Linked DNA regions of Mus musculus: region 2 is linked to region 1. A link is a contact called in public HiChIP or PLAC-seq data. All regions are on one chromosome and are shown on one strand. Each heading gives the region's core, a stretch centred on a gene start, on an enhancer-like site or on the middle of the called end of the contact. The rest is flanking DNA. Distances are from core to core; before and after follow the strand shown.

Region 1 (5,582 bases), core at 1,225-3,724:
CCAACTCTGACTCCAATGTTTACACTTATCCCTTCCCCAATCCATTCTCTCTCTCTCTCTCTCTCTCTCTCTCTCTCTCTCTCTCTCTCTCTCTCTCTCTCTCTCTCTCATAAAAGTAGATTATAAAAGGTTTTAGTCTGTGGACTGTTTCCTGGGTATTTTGTACATTTTTGGCCAATATCCACTTATGAGTGAGTATAAACCATGCATGTCCTTTTATGTCTGAGATATCTCACTCAAGTGATAATTTCTAGCTCCATCCATTTGCCCTGTAAAACTCATAATGTCCTCCATCTTAATAGTTGAATGGTATTCCATTGTGTAAATGAATCACATTTTCTATATCTATTCTTCTGTTGTGGGACATCTAACCCAGGCCCCTGAGATCACTCAGATACTGAGCCACCAACCAGGCAGCATACACTAGCTGGTCTAAGGCACCCAACAAGTACATATAAGAGGACTGTCTCATCTGGCCTCAATGATAGAAGACACACCTAACCCTTAAGAGCCTTGAGACCTCAGGGAATGGGGAAGCCTGAAAGGGTGTGGGGATGTGTGGGGTTGGGGACATTCTTTTGGAGATGGGGGAGGAGGATGAGGATGAACTGTTTGGAGGGCAGGATGGGAAGGGAATAATGACTGGACTGTAAAAAAATTAAAGATAATAAAAAATTGATTTTAAACCACAAAGAAGCATCTCACAGCTATGGGTCAGTACTCTCCAGAGATACTGACTTTATCAGTCCTGGGAAACCTTAAGGAGAGGGGACAAGGGAACACATTACACACTGACACCAACAGTGGTTTAAATATGCTTCACCATGGAAATTGTGACTATTAGGAGGCTTAACCTGATTGGAATAAGAGTGGTCTTCTTGGAGGAAATGTTTCACTCTGTAGGTGGGATTTGAAATGTCCTAGCGCTCATCCTCCATCCAGTGCCAAAGAGACCTGCCTCCTGGCTACCTCAAGAAGCCAGTCCACTCCTGGATGTCTTAGAATCAAGATGTAGAAGTCTAAGCTCCTTCTCCAGCACCATGTCTGCCTGCACACTGCCTTACTTCCTACCTTGACATTGAACTCAACCTCTGAAAGAATAAACCAGCCCTAATTAAGTGTTTGCCTATATTAAAATTGACATGATTATGGTATCTTACCACAGCAATAAAACCCTAACTAAGACACACAACAAGAACAATCCTTGATAAAAAGCACTCAGAAGCCAGAGGCAGGTTGATCTCTGAGTTGAGGTCCAACCTGATCTACAGTGTGAGTTCTAGAAAAGCCATGGCTAACCAGAGAAATCCTGTCCTGAAAAACCAAAGAGAAAAGTATGATCCCTGAAGAAAAGGAAGTGCCCGCCCTAGGCAGGAGTATGTAAAGGAATCTGAGGCCACAATACTAAAGTGCTCATGCATCATTTCATAGTAAAGGAGTCTCCTTGTGCCACACCAACTCCAATGGAATCTGTGTAGCAATGAAAGAAAAACTCCTTGAATGGTAACCATTCACTGAGATTTGTGCTCTGTGGAGCTAGGTCTCCTGGAGGTCCCTGGCAGTCTGCCCGTCCCATGTCCCCTTCTGGCATGCTTGGCTGGATGGCAGTTGCTGATACAAAGAATTTTGTGATTTGGAAAGATGTATCTTTAGCTGTTTCAGGAACTGAAAGTACTAGACAGGAAACTGTGCTGGGTGCTTCAACCTCAGTGTCCTCAACCACAGAGCTGGTGTATGTAGCAAAAATAGATGAGAATCTGATTGGAATTGCTCGCAATGTCATCCCACTAGAGATTTTGTCTGAAACAGCACAATTGATTTTGCAGATCTTGCAAAGAGAAAATATGATTTTGGGCGCTGTCATTAATTTAATACAACAATTAGATTTAGGCATTAATAAAATTGTCAGATGTAAAAGAGAAACTATACAGGATGAAGAAATCCAGAATTTATAGGAATTAGGACTAACAGTGAAAGGGGGGGTGATTAGTCAGTTCTTGTGAAGCTGAGTAGAGGATAGTGGGAAGTACCTAGATATCATGGACCTTACAAGTTTAATCCAACAAATGCTCCACTTCCATGGACTGGAATTTATGATAAGAACTTAATCAGATGGATTGTGGAAAATGAGATATTCAGAATTAAGTCTATGGGAAAGAATAAGAAGTAGGGCTCCTTGGTATGCCTTAACAGATGAGCAACAGTGGACCTTGAGGTGGCAGATGTATGTTTTCCTATCATTTGGAGATACTTACTCCTAGATAGCCAGGAGTAGACATATTTGGTAATAAAAGAAATAAGCAAGAAATATTATAAAGTTTAGATTGGGATTGCATGTGCTGTTGAATAAGATCATTAGAGTAGTAAATAAAAGGTTATAAGATTCTTGAGTCAATATGAAAGTTCAGTCTGGCAGCAAAACCACAGGTGGGCGCCAATGGGTGATTTAATTTCCTAGTAAGCTATACTTGTGTTAGGTTTAAAGAGGAACTAAGATATGTGATTTGTCAAGAGAAAATTGTTCCTTCTTGATTGTGTATATAATCTGAACCCTGAGGTAAAGATTTTGCAGCAGCAGCTTCACCATTGAGTGCTTGTCTGTCTGTCATGCCGATCCTATTCCCAACCTGGTTCCAGTCACCTTGGGTTCCTGACCACTTAGGTGGAATTCCCACTGCATAGTCCGCGGCATCCTTGACTCATTCAGAAGCTTCTGCTATGCCTGGCAAAGGTCCACAGCCACATTCTCAATGGCCACATTCTCCACCATGCAAAAGAAAGCATTGTCCCTATAGCCTATCCACTGTAAACCTATACACAATAACTACCATCCTGCTCTCCTGGCTCCCTTCTCCCTAGCTCACCTCACTGGAGACTTGAGGCCAATGACACCTGTCTATTACTCACTCCTGCTCCAAGTGAAGCCTATGCTACCCACAAACAAAGTGTGTGCACAAATAAATGTCATCTCAACTTTGGGCCTAGAAAGAAGGACCCACACACCCTCTCTGGCCAGCAAAGATCTTACCTCCAAAACTTACCTCTTGTGTACACTCACCCAGACATCTTTTGTTCTTAAGGTATCAAGGTTGGTCAAGTTGCTGGAAGCATTTTGGTCACATGTGCTCCACAGCCAAAATCTGCACCATTCCAAATGCCAGCTGATGGCTCTTTCCTTGCAGCTGAATTGAGAAGCAATATTTGAGCTATCCCCAACCTGATTGGAGTTGCTAGATCTTCACTCTACTTTAAAGTATGCATGGTTCCCAATTCCCTCACAATAAAAACTCAGTTCCTCATTTGCATTCTGGACCTGAGTCTTGTATCCTGCCTGACTGGACCTGTAAAACATGAGACACAATGCAGTCTTGCCTCTAGGCACTTGTGTATGCCCAGTGTTTTTAACACCTCCTACAGAACATTTTATCAATGGGGTAAATCCACATAACACCTGGTCTGGACTCCAGACTCCAGAATCCACAGGGGAGTTGTGAAGCCCCAGCATACAATTTAGTAGTCAGATGAATGGAACATACATATGGGAATAGCTGATAAAACACCTGCTCATCAATGCATTGTTCTTACATGGTTCTATAGCCATGGAAACCTGTGAAAAGATCATTACTTTAAGTAGAGGACATCATGGTGGAGATCTGAACTTATGCAACCCTATCATTGGACTGGACAAGGTAGCTCTCACACGAATAATTTTTTATTATGAAAATTTAATATCTGAGAGAAAGAAGTCAGAGTTCCAGTAACTCACTGAGGAGTCATGCCAAGGATTTTTTAGATTATTTTATGTGTGTGTGTGTATGTGTGTGTGTGTGTGTGTGTGTGTTGCATTTATATATGTCTGTGAACCATATGTGTGCAGTGATCATGGCAGCCAGAAGAGAGTGCTGGATTTCCTTCATATGTGAGCAGTCATGTGCATGCTGGGAACTGAACCGTTCTCTCGAAATGCAGTCACTGTTCTTAACCACTGAGCCATCTCTCCTGTCACTGGGTTTCATTTTAATTTACTTTTTAGATTTATAAATACTTCTTTACAGATTAACTAGACACTTTCTATTGTGGTTGGTTCTGTCCACTGTGTACTCAGATGCTGAGTTCTGTGCCGAATACCAGCAAAGTATTGATCAATGTTCTTTAAAGAAAGCTCTCCAATAATCTTTGATTGGTTGATAAAAGACTAGGGCCTGTGCCTGGGCGGGAGAGAAAGGAAGACAGAACTTGAGATTGAGAAGGGCAGTCTCAGGTAGGGACCACAGAAGAGGCAGAAGAAGAAGAAGGTTGCTATGAATCAGGATGGACCATGTGCACATGGCTAAGAGAAACTTACCCTGAGGACACACAAGGAAGAGAGTAAGCTGGGCAAGACTCAAACAACAAGTAATTCGGGACCTATGGCTGTGATGTAGATTAGAGTAGCTCAGAACCTGCACAGTCTAGGCTGGCAGTGGTTTAATAAAAGTACCAGATTACTGTGTCTTTTATTCAGGGGATATAAAGGCTAATGTGGAGCAGAATACCCCTATAAATATACTTCAAAAGCTTTTGATTAAGCAAACTATGGAAACTCAGTAACTGCAACAAGTGAACACCAGGTGGTGATATGCATCAATTTTCCACAGAGTCCTGCTTTGCTGAGTATTTGAATGCCCTTCTCAGGGTCTTTCTCAAACTAACTGGAATCTTTCATTGTAGATATCAATCCACAGGTCACTTTCCCTACTATATCTTTGTAAACTCTTAAGCATTCTATCCAAAATATTTATCATCTTTAGAGTATTCTTCATCTATTTCAGCCCAGACTGGGTGCTCAGGGATAGGTTACTAGTGCTATGACAAACTGGATTATTTGGTCAATCTTGCCAGATGGCCTCCAGGTCTAAGCACTAATTACTGGCAGATAGACAAGTCTCTTCTCCTCGACGTTAATGCCATAGCATTTCATTGCTGTGAAGAGACAGTATGACCAAGACAACTCTTATAAAAGAAAGCATTTTACTGGGGAATCTTACAATTTCAGAAGTATCATCACAGTTTGAAATATGGCAGTGTGCAAGCAGACGTGGTGATGAAAAAGCCCAGAGTTCTACACTATGATCTGAAGACAGTCAGGAGCAGACTGTCATCCAGAATGGGTGGAGCTTAAGCATAAACCTCAAAGCCCACTCCTACAGTGACAATGTCCACTAACAAGGCCACACCTACTCCAAAGGGTAACACCTTCTAGGAGCACCACTCACTCCCTATGGACCAAGCATTCAAATGCATGCAGCTATGGTGATCAAACCTACTCAAATTACCACAGTTAGGGTGACAAAACTCTGTTATCAAAGTGATCTGGGTAGTTTAGATGGATAATCTACTAGAGAGTTTAATCAATTCTGAAGGACCCTCAATACATGGATGTCTGTCAGGAACAGTAATCTCTTGTAAAGCAGCGTAATGTCAATAACTGAATTTCCTGAACCTCTTGCTATTGAATTTTTTCATCCCATGTTTGCAGATCTCTTCAAGCTCCTTCATCAGCCTCAGGCTAGCTGCCTTCTTGGATTTGGTCCTACCACTAG
Region 2 (6,047 bases), core at 2,075-4,574, 300 kb after region 1:
CAGAGTAAAAACCCTGTCTCAAAACAAGCACACAAACAACAAATCTGGAGGGAAAAAAAATGGCTCAGTGATTTCTTAAGAGTTCTTTCTGGGTTTTTTGTTTGTTTGTTTGTTTGTTTTTGTTTTTCGAGACAGGGCTTCTCTGTATATCCCTGGCTGTCCTGGAACTCACTTTGTAGTCCAGGATGGCCTCGAACTCAGAAATCCACCTGCTTCTGCCTCCCGGGTGCTGGGATTAAAGGCGTACACAACCACACCCGGCATTTCTTAAGAATTCTTAAGAGGTCTAAGAGGACCCAGGTTCAGGCAACTCACACCATCTGTAACTCCAGTTCCAGGGGATCCACTGGCACCTTCTGACCCCCAAATGGACTGGCTATGCATGTGGTGCACATACATTCATTGAGGTAAGCACTAATAGATGTAAAGTGAAATAAATAATTCCAAAACCAGACAAAATCCCAACCATGTAAGAAGTGACTTAAAACACTGTCTCTTGCCGGGCTATGGGGGGCACACAACTTTAATCCCAGCACTCGGGAGGCAGAGGCAAGAGGATTTCTGAGTTTGAGGCCAGCCTGGTCTACAGAGTGAGTTCCAGGACAGACAGGGCTACACAGAGAAACCCTGTCTCAAAAATCCAAAAAAATAAAAAACACTGTCTCTTTTGCTCCAGGGCAATGTGGCACATGTAGGTCCAGGTGTCTTTACCCATCTGTCCCACAATCTTTCTGTTGTACTTTATGTATTATTGGGACTAAAAAAAAAAGGAAAGGACTACATTTCCCAGGCTCCTTAGCAGCTGGGCTGTTAGATTAGACGTATTCAGTGGTTAGCTCCTCAGGTCCGCCTAAGAGACAAGAGTGTAATGGAGAGCAATGCCATGAAGCAGGCTGGACACGGTAGCTCCTATCAGCCTTGGAGAGGCTGAGGCAGCATGATGGCCATGAGTGTGATGTCAGCCCCAGTGACATGAATTTCCAGGCTACCTTGAAGTATGGATCCAGAGAGGGGGTGGGGGGAGGACAGAAATATACAAGAGAGACAGAGAGCTGCTCTGAAAACACAGATAAACAAAGACAGCATGCCAGGCTCTGTGACAAGGGGAGCACGCACTCATCAAACCACACCTAAGTATCCCGCCTGCAGGAGGTAGCCTAGCAGATGGGTCAGTTCCGAGATGTGCTCCCACAAGCCCTTGCTGGACTTTCCCCCTGAGGCTATCAATTTAGCTAGTAAAGATTTAAATGTCTTAGCTTAAAAAACAAAAAACAAATAAACAAAAAAGCATTTTTCTACTTCACACAACCTTGTGTGCCATGCACATACATGAATATATATATATATACACATATATATATACACACACACACACACTTACCTATATTTATTCAAATGAGAAAATCAGTAAACTACATGTCTCTCGTATAAACTATTATACTTGACTTGGTATTTAAGAGTACTGGCTGCTCTTCCAGAGGACTAGGTTCAATTCCCATCACCCATATCAGGCAGCCCAGGAGATCCACTATCTCCACAGACACCTGCACTGATGGTCACATGCATATATGTAAACTGGAAAGTAAAATCTTGGGGGCTGGCGAGATGGCTCAGCAGGTAAGAGAAATGACTGCTCTTCAGAAGGTCCTGAGTTCAAATCCCAGCAACTACATGGTGGATCACAGCCACCCATAATGAGATCCAACATCCTCTTCAGGGGCATCTGAAGACACCTACAGTGTACTTATTTGTAATAATAAATAAACTTAAAAAAAAAAAAGTAAAATCTTAAGAAAAAGCCAGAAAACTGAGGGAATAGCATTTGATGATTCTGAAAGACTAAAGTTCATTCCACGGCAGCAAAGAAGCATGTTTAAAAGTTTGGTATTAGGGGCAGGGAGATGGCTCAGCACCTACATTAAGCAGCTCTCAAAACACCTGTAACTCCAGCCTCAAAGGCTCTGACACACACGTGTGAAGCACACACTTAAACAATTGTTTTCCTGACAGGGTTTCTCTGTGTAGCCCTGGCTGTCCTGGAGCTCACTCTGTAGACCAGGCTGGCCTTGAACTCAGAAATCCACCTGCTTCTGTCTCCCGAGTGCTGGGCTTAAAGACACGTGCTACCACCACTTGGCCTAGATTCACTTTTATTCCACGTATATGGGTGTTTTCCCTGCATGTATGTCTGTTCACCACAGTGTGCTTGGTGCCAGTGAGGCCAGAAGAAAGCATTGGAACCCCTGGAACTGGAGTTACAGGTAATTTTGAACTGCCACCTGAGTGCTGAAATTTGATCCTGAGTCCTCTGAAAGAGCAACAAGCAATCTTAGCTACCGAAACATCACTCCAGCCTCCAAAAGCAATCTTTTAAAAAACTGTCTTAAGGGACTGAGAGAAGGCTCGCTCTTCAAGAGGTCCTGAACTCAATTCCCAACAACCTCATCACAACCATCTATACTGAGTCTGATGCCCTCTTCTGGCATGCAGGTGTACATACAGATAGAGCACTCATACATACAGTAAATAAATAAATCTTCTTTTTAGCTGTCTTAAATAGGATGTGGTGATTCATAGCAGTTATCACAGGACTAGGGAAGATTTAAGCCAACAAATTTATGAGAGTTAAAGGCCAGCTTGGGCTAGAGAGGGGAGACAAGTTGCTGTAAACGATCCTCAAATTATTGAAAAACATAGTGTGCCAATCAGAATCGCTTTACCTGCGCGTTCCAAGTCTCTTTCTCTGGCACTTGCAGGCACTGGGAACGGAACACCTTCCAGCTTAGAGGCAAGACAGACACAGTGAGGGCTCCACCCTGGACATCCAGCCCCACCGAGTGTCACCCGGCCCGCCTCGGCCCGCCCCATCCCGCCCCATCCCGCCCCGTCCTGGGACCAGACTTCACGACAGGACTTCCCCGCCTACCTGCGCGTCTGGCTGTTGCCGCAGCCTGGACGAGCACAGGCGAACACGTACAGAAGCCGATGGAACGGGGAGCCGTCCAGCGGGCAGTACACCTGCACGACGAGCGTGAGCGGCTGTGCGCAGCGGCCACACTGCGGCCCCGGAGTGGTAACGGCCGGCAGGGCGTCCTGAGGAGCAGGCTGCAGCTCAGACCCCCGGGACCCACGCCGCTCCCGCCCGGACACCCTCCACGCGGCCCCGCCAAGACATCGCAGCCGCACTCACCGGAACGCCACCCAGCTTGCTAGAGGTCCAGGCGGAGGGCCCTTTGGGGCAGCCCTTCACCGCCGTGTCTCGAAGTCCCAGCAGTACAGGCTTCCTGACGGCCGCCATAACTACTGGGCTCCCACGTGACAGCGCGAGCTACGGTGGCCGACAGAGAGTGTTATCTGCGCACGCGCGCCGCCTGCTCCTCCCCGACTCCGCCCCAAAGGGGTCCTGGACGGAGACCACCTGTTTTATCTCTGATATCTTGATAGGATCTACAAAGAGGTTTAACTAGACGTTGACAACTGGAAACAGGATGACGGTATTGGCAGACAACAAGAAACATAACAAAAATAAAATAAAATAAGCCGGGTGTGGTAGCGCACGCCTTTAATCCCAGGACTCGGGAGGCAGAGGCAGGTGGATTTCTGAGTTCGAGGCCATCCTGGTCTACAGAGTGAGTTCCAGGACAGCCAGGGCTATACAGAGAAACCCTGTTCGAAAAAAACAAACAAAAAGTCCTTACATTTTAAAAAATAATCATTTATTTTTTTATTTTATGTGCATTGGTGTTTTGCCTGCATGTAGGTCTGTGTGAGGGTGTCAGTTCTTGGAGTTTCAGTTAATTATGAACTGTCCTGTGAGTGGTGGGATTGAACCTGGGTCCTCTGAAAGAGCTCTTAATTCCTGAGCCATCATTCCAGCCCCCCAAAGTCCTTAATTTTGACAGATACATTTAAAATACATATGAAGACTGAAGATTTGAGCATATGCCACAGCGGGGTTGTGTAACCTCTATGTGTTCGAGGCCAGCAGTCTACAAAACAAGTCCAGGACAACCAGGACTGTTACACAGAGAAACCCTGTATGGAAAAACAAAACAAAATAAAAATGTTGAGCATGTACATAGGTTACTCAACTGCTTACAACTCCAGTTTGCAGAGGGTAGGCAGGAGGGGAACCAATGCCAATTCTTTTTTCTGGAGTCTGTGGACAGCAGGAATACACATGGTGCACATTAAAGTAAATAATAAAAAGTTTAGCCGGGCAGTGGTGGCTCATGCCTTTAATCCCAGCACTTGGGAGGCAGAGGCAGGTGGATTTCTGAGTCCAAGGCCAGCCTGGTCTACAGAGTGAGTTTCAGGACAGCCAGGACTGCACAGAGAAACCCTGTCTCAAAAAACCAAAATAAGAAAAATTTTAGTGATGAGTTTTACTAAAATAAAAAAAATAAGCACATTTGAAAAGCATGTATTGCCAGGTAAGGGTGAACTCTGGTTATAGTTTGGACTAAATAGTGAAACTCAACCCAGCTCTGGCTTGAGAGTATCTCAAAAGCAAATAAACCCTGAAATTGGGACTGGATCAACCAACCTGATCAGTAACTTTCAGGCTACTGAGACACTGTCTTTATAAAAAAATAAATTAAAAAAAAAGGACTGACTGGACCAGAGGAATCACATGTGAGGTTATCCTGTGTCCTAAACACACACACACACACACACACACACACACACACACACACACACACACACACAGAGCCAGGGAGCAATCCAGCAAGCAGTTGCTCATTGGCTCTTTCTAGGACTTCCCTCAATAATAGATCATGACCGGAAATTATAAGCCAAAGTAACCCTTTCCTCCACAAGTGTTTAATCCCAGAAACAGAAAGCACATGTGAGTTTGACTACTTTGAGAAACCATAGCAGTGTGAGAATTTTAGAAATGGGCTAGAAAGATGGCTCAGTGGTTAAAAGCACTGACTGCTCTGCCAAAGGTCCCGAGTTCAAATCCCAGCAACCACATGGTGGCTTACAACCATCTGTAATGGAATCCGGTGCACTCTTCTAGTTTGTGTCATTTCCACAAAGGTAGCAGCCAGGATACAGGGAAAGAAGAGTCTGCAGCAAATCTCTCAAAGTCATGTCTTTCCCTCTCAAGGGAGACATTTTTCTCCAACTGAGCCCCACCTACTTTCCACCACTTACCAATAGTGCCACCTGCTGGACACAAGTCAAGCACTTGAAACTTGGAGAAACTTTACCCCACAAGTGTGTCCACATGATAGATTGAACCCAATCTTTGAGCATGCGCTACCACTGACCTATATCTGAGACCCTACTGTGACCTACCACCCTTTTCTTGAGACACGTTTCCACTGTATAGCTAGACAAGTCTGGAACTTGCTCACTCAGCCCAGGCTAATCTCAAGTAAGTACCATATACATCCCATTACTGAGTATGTGCCTGCCACAATACATGTGACATCAGCTCACCCCATCCACCTTTATATAGGTTTCATAGATGAAACTCAGGTGACTTGAGTGTAGTTTTTTTTTTTTTTTTTTTTCAATTTTTTATTAGGTATTTAGCTCATTTACATTTCCAATGCTATACCAAAAGTCCCCCTTACCCACCCACCCCCACTCCCCTACCCACCCACTCCCCCCCTTTGGCCCTGGCGTTCCCCTGTACCGGGGCACACAAAGTCTGCGTGTCCAATGGGTCTCTCTTTCCAGTGATGGCCGACTAGGCCATCTTTTGATACATATGCAGCTAGAGTCAAGAGCTCAGGGGTACTGGTTAGTTCATAATGTTGTTCCACCTATAGGGTTGAAGATCCCTTTAGCTCCTTGGGTACTTTCTCTAGCTCCTCCATTGGGAGCCCTGTGATCCATCCATTAGCTGACTGTGAGCATCCACTTCTGTGTTTGCTAGGCCCCGGCATAGTCTCACAAGAGACAGCTACATCTGGGTCCTTTCAGTAAAATCTTGCTAGTGTATGCAATGGTGTCAGCATTTGGAAGCTGATTATGGGGTGGATCCCTGGATATGGCAGTCTCTACATGGTCCATCCTTTCATCTCAGCTCCATA

Evidence for each region. HiChIP or PLAC-seq counts read pairs in DNA pulled down with a chosen protein or histone mark.
Region 2: a contact with region 1 is called in an H3K4me3 HiChIP or PLAC-seq map of the 230-238 cell line, with 18 read pairs. The contact joins the promoter of Pdcd2l here to the enhancer-like site in region 1. A contact is called at or near these places in 2 of 15 datasets of contacts at CTCF or cohesin (large pre-B cells and pro-B cells), 2 of 484 Hi-C or Micro-C datasets (both in embryonic stem cells), 6 of 115 datasets of contacts at active chromatin or transcription factors (the 230-238 cell line, bone marrow-derived macrophages, embryonic stem cells and 2 more) and 3 of 9 other capture datasets (adipose tissue, embryonic stem cells and liver).

The regions. Positions count from the first base shown.
Region 1 is chr7:33,898,562-33,904,143 of GRCm38.p6, forward strand. No RefSeq gene overlaps it. Among named protein-coding and RNA genes, the nearest start is that of Scgb2b26, 44 kb to the right of the region's middle. Within about 2 kb of position 2,475, at least 22 of the 459 cell types and tissues checked have an H3K27ac peak or open chromatin away from gene starts, as enhancers often do. A contact at or near this core is called in the 230-238 cell line, adipose tissue, bone marrow-derived macrophages and 1 more, where this site is marked.
Region 2 is chr7:34,193,346-34,199,392 of GRCm38.p6, forward strand. Pdcd2l (programmed cell death 2-like) reads right to left here and starts at 3,325. Exons shown (of 7, transcript NM_026549.4): 1 at 3,191-3,325; 2 at 2,927-3,093; 3 at 2,721-2,781. The coding sequence starts at 3,298.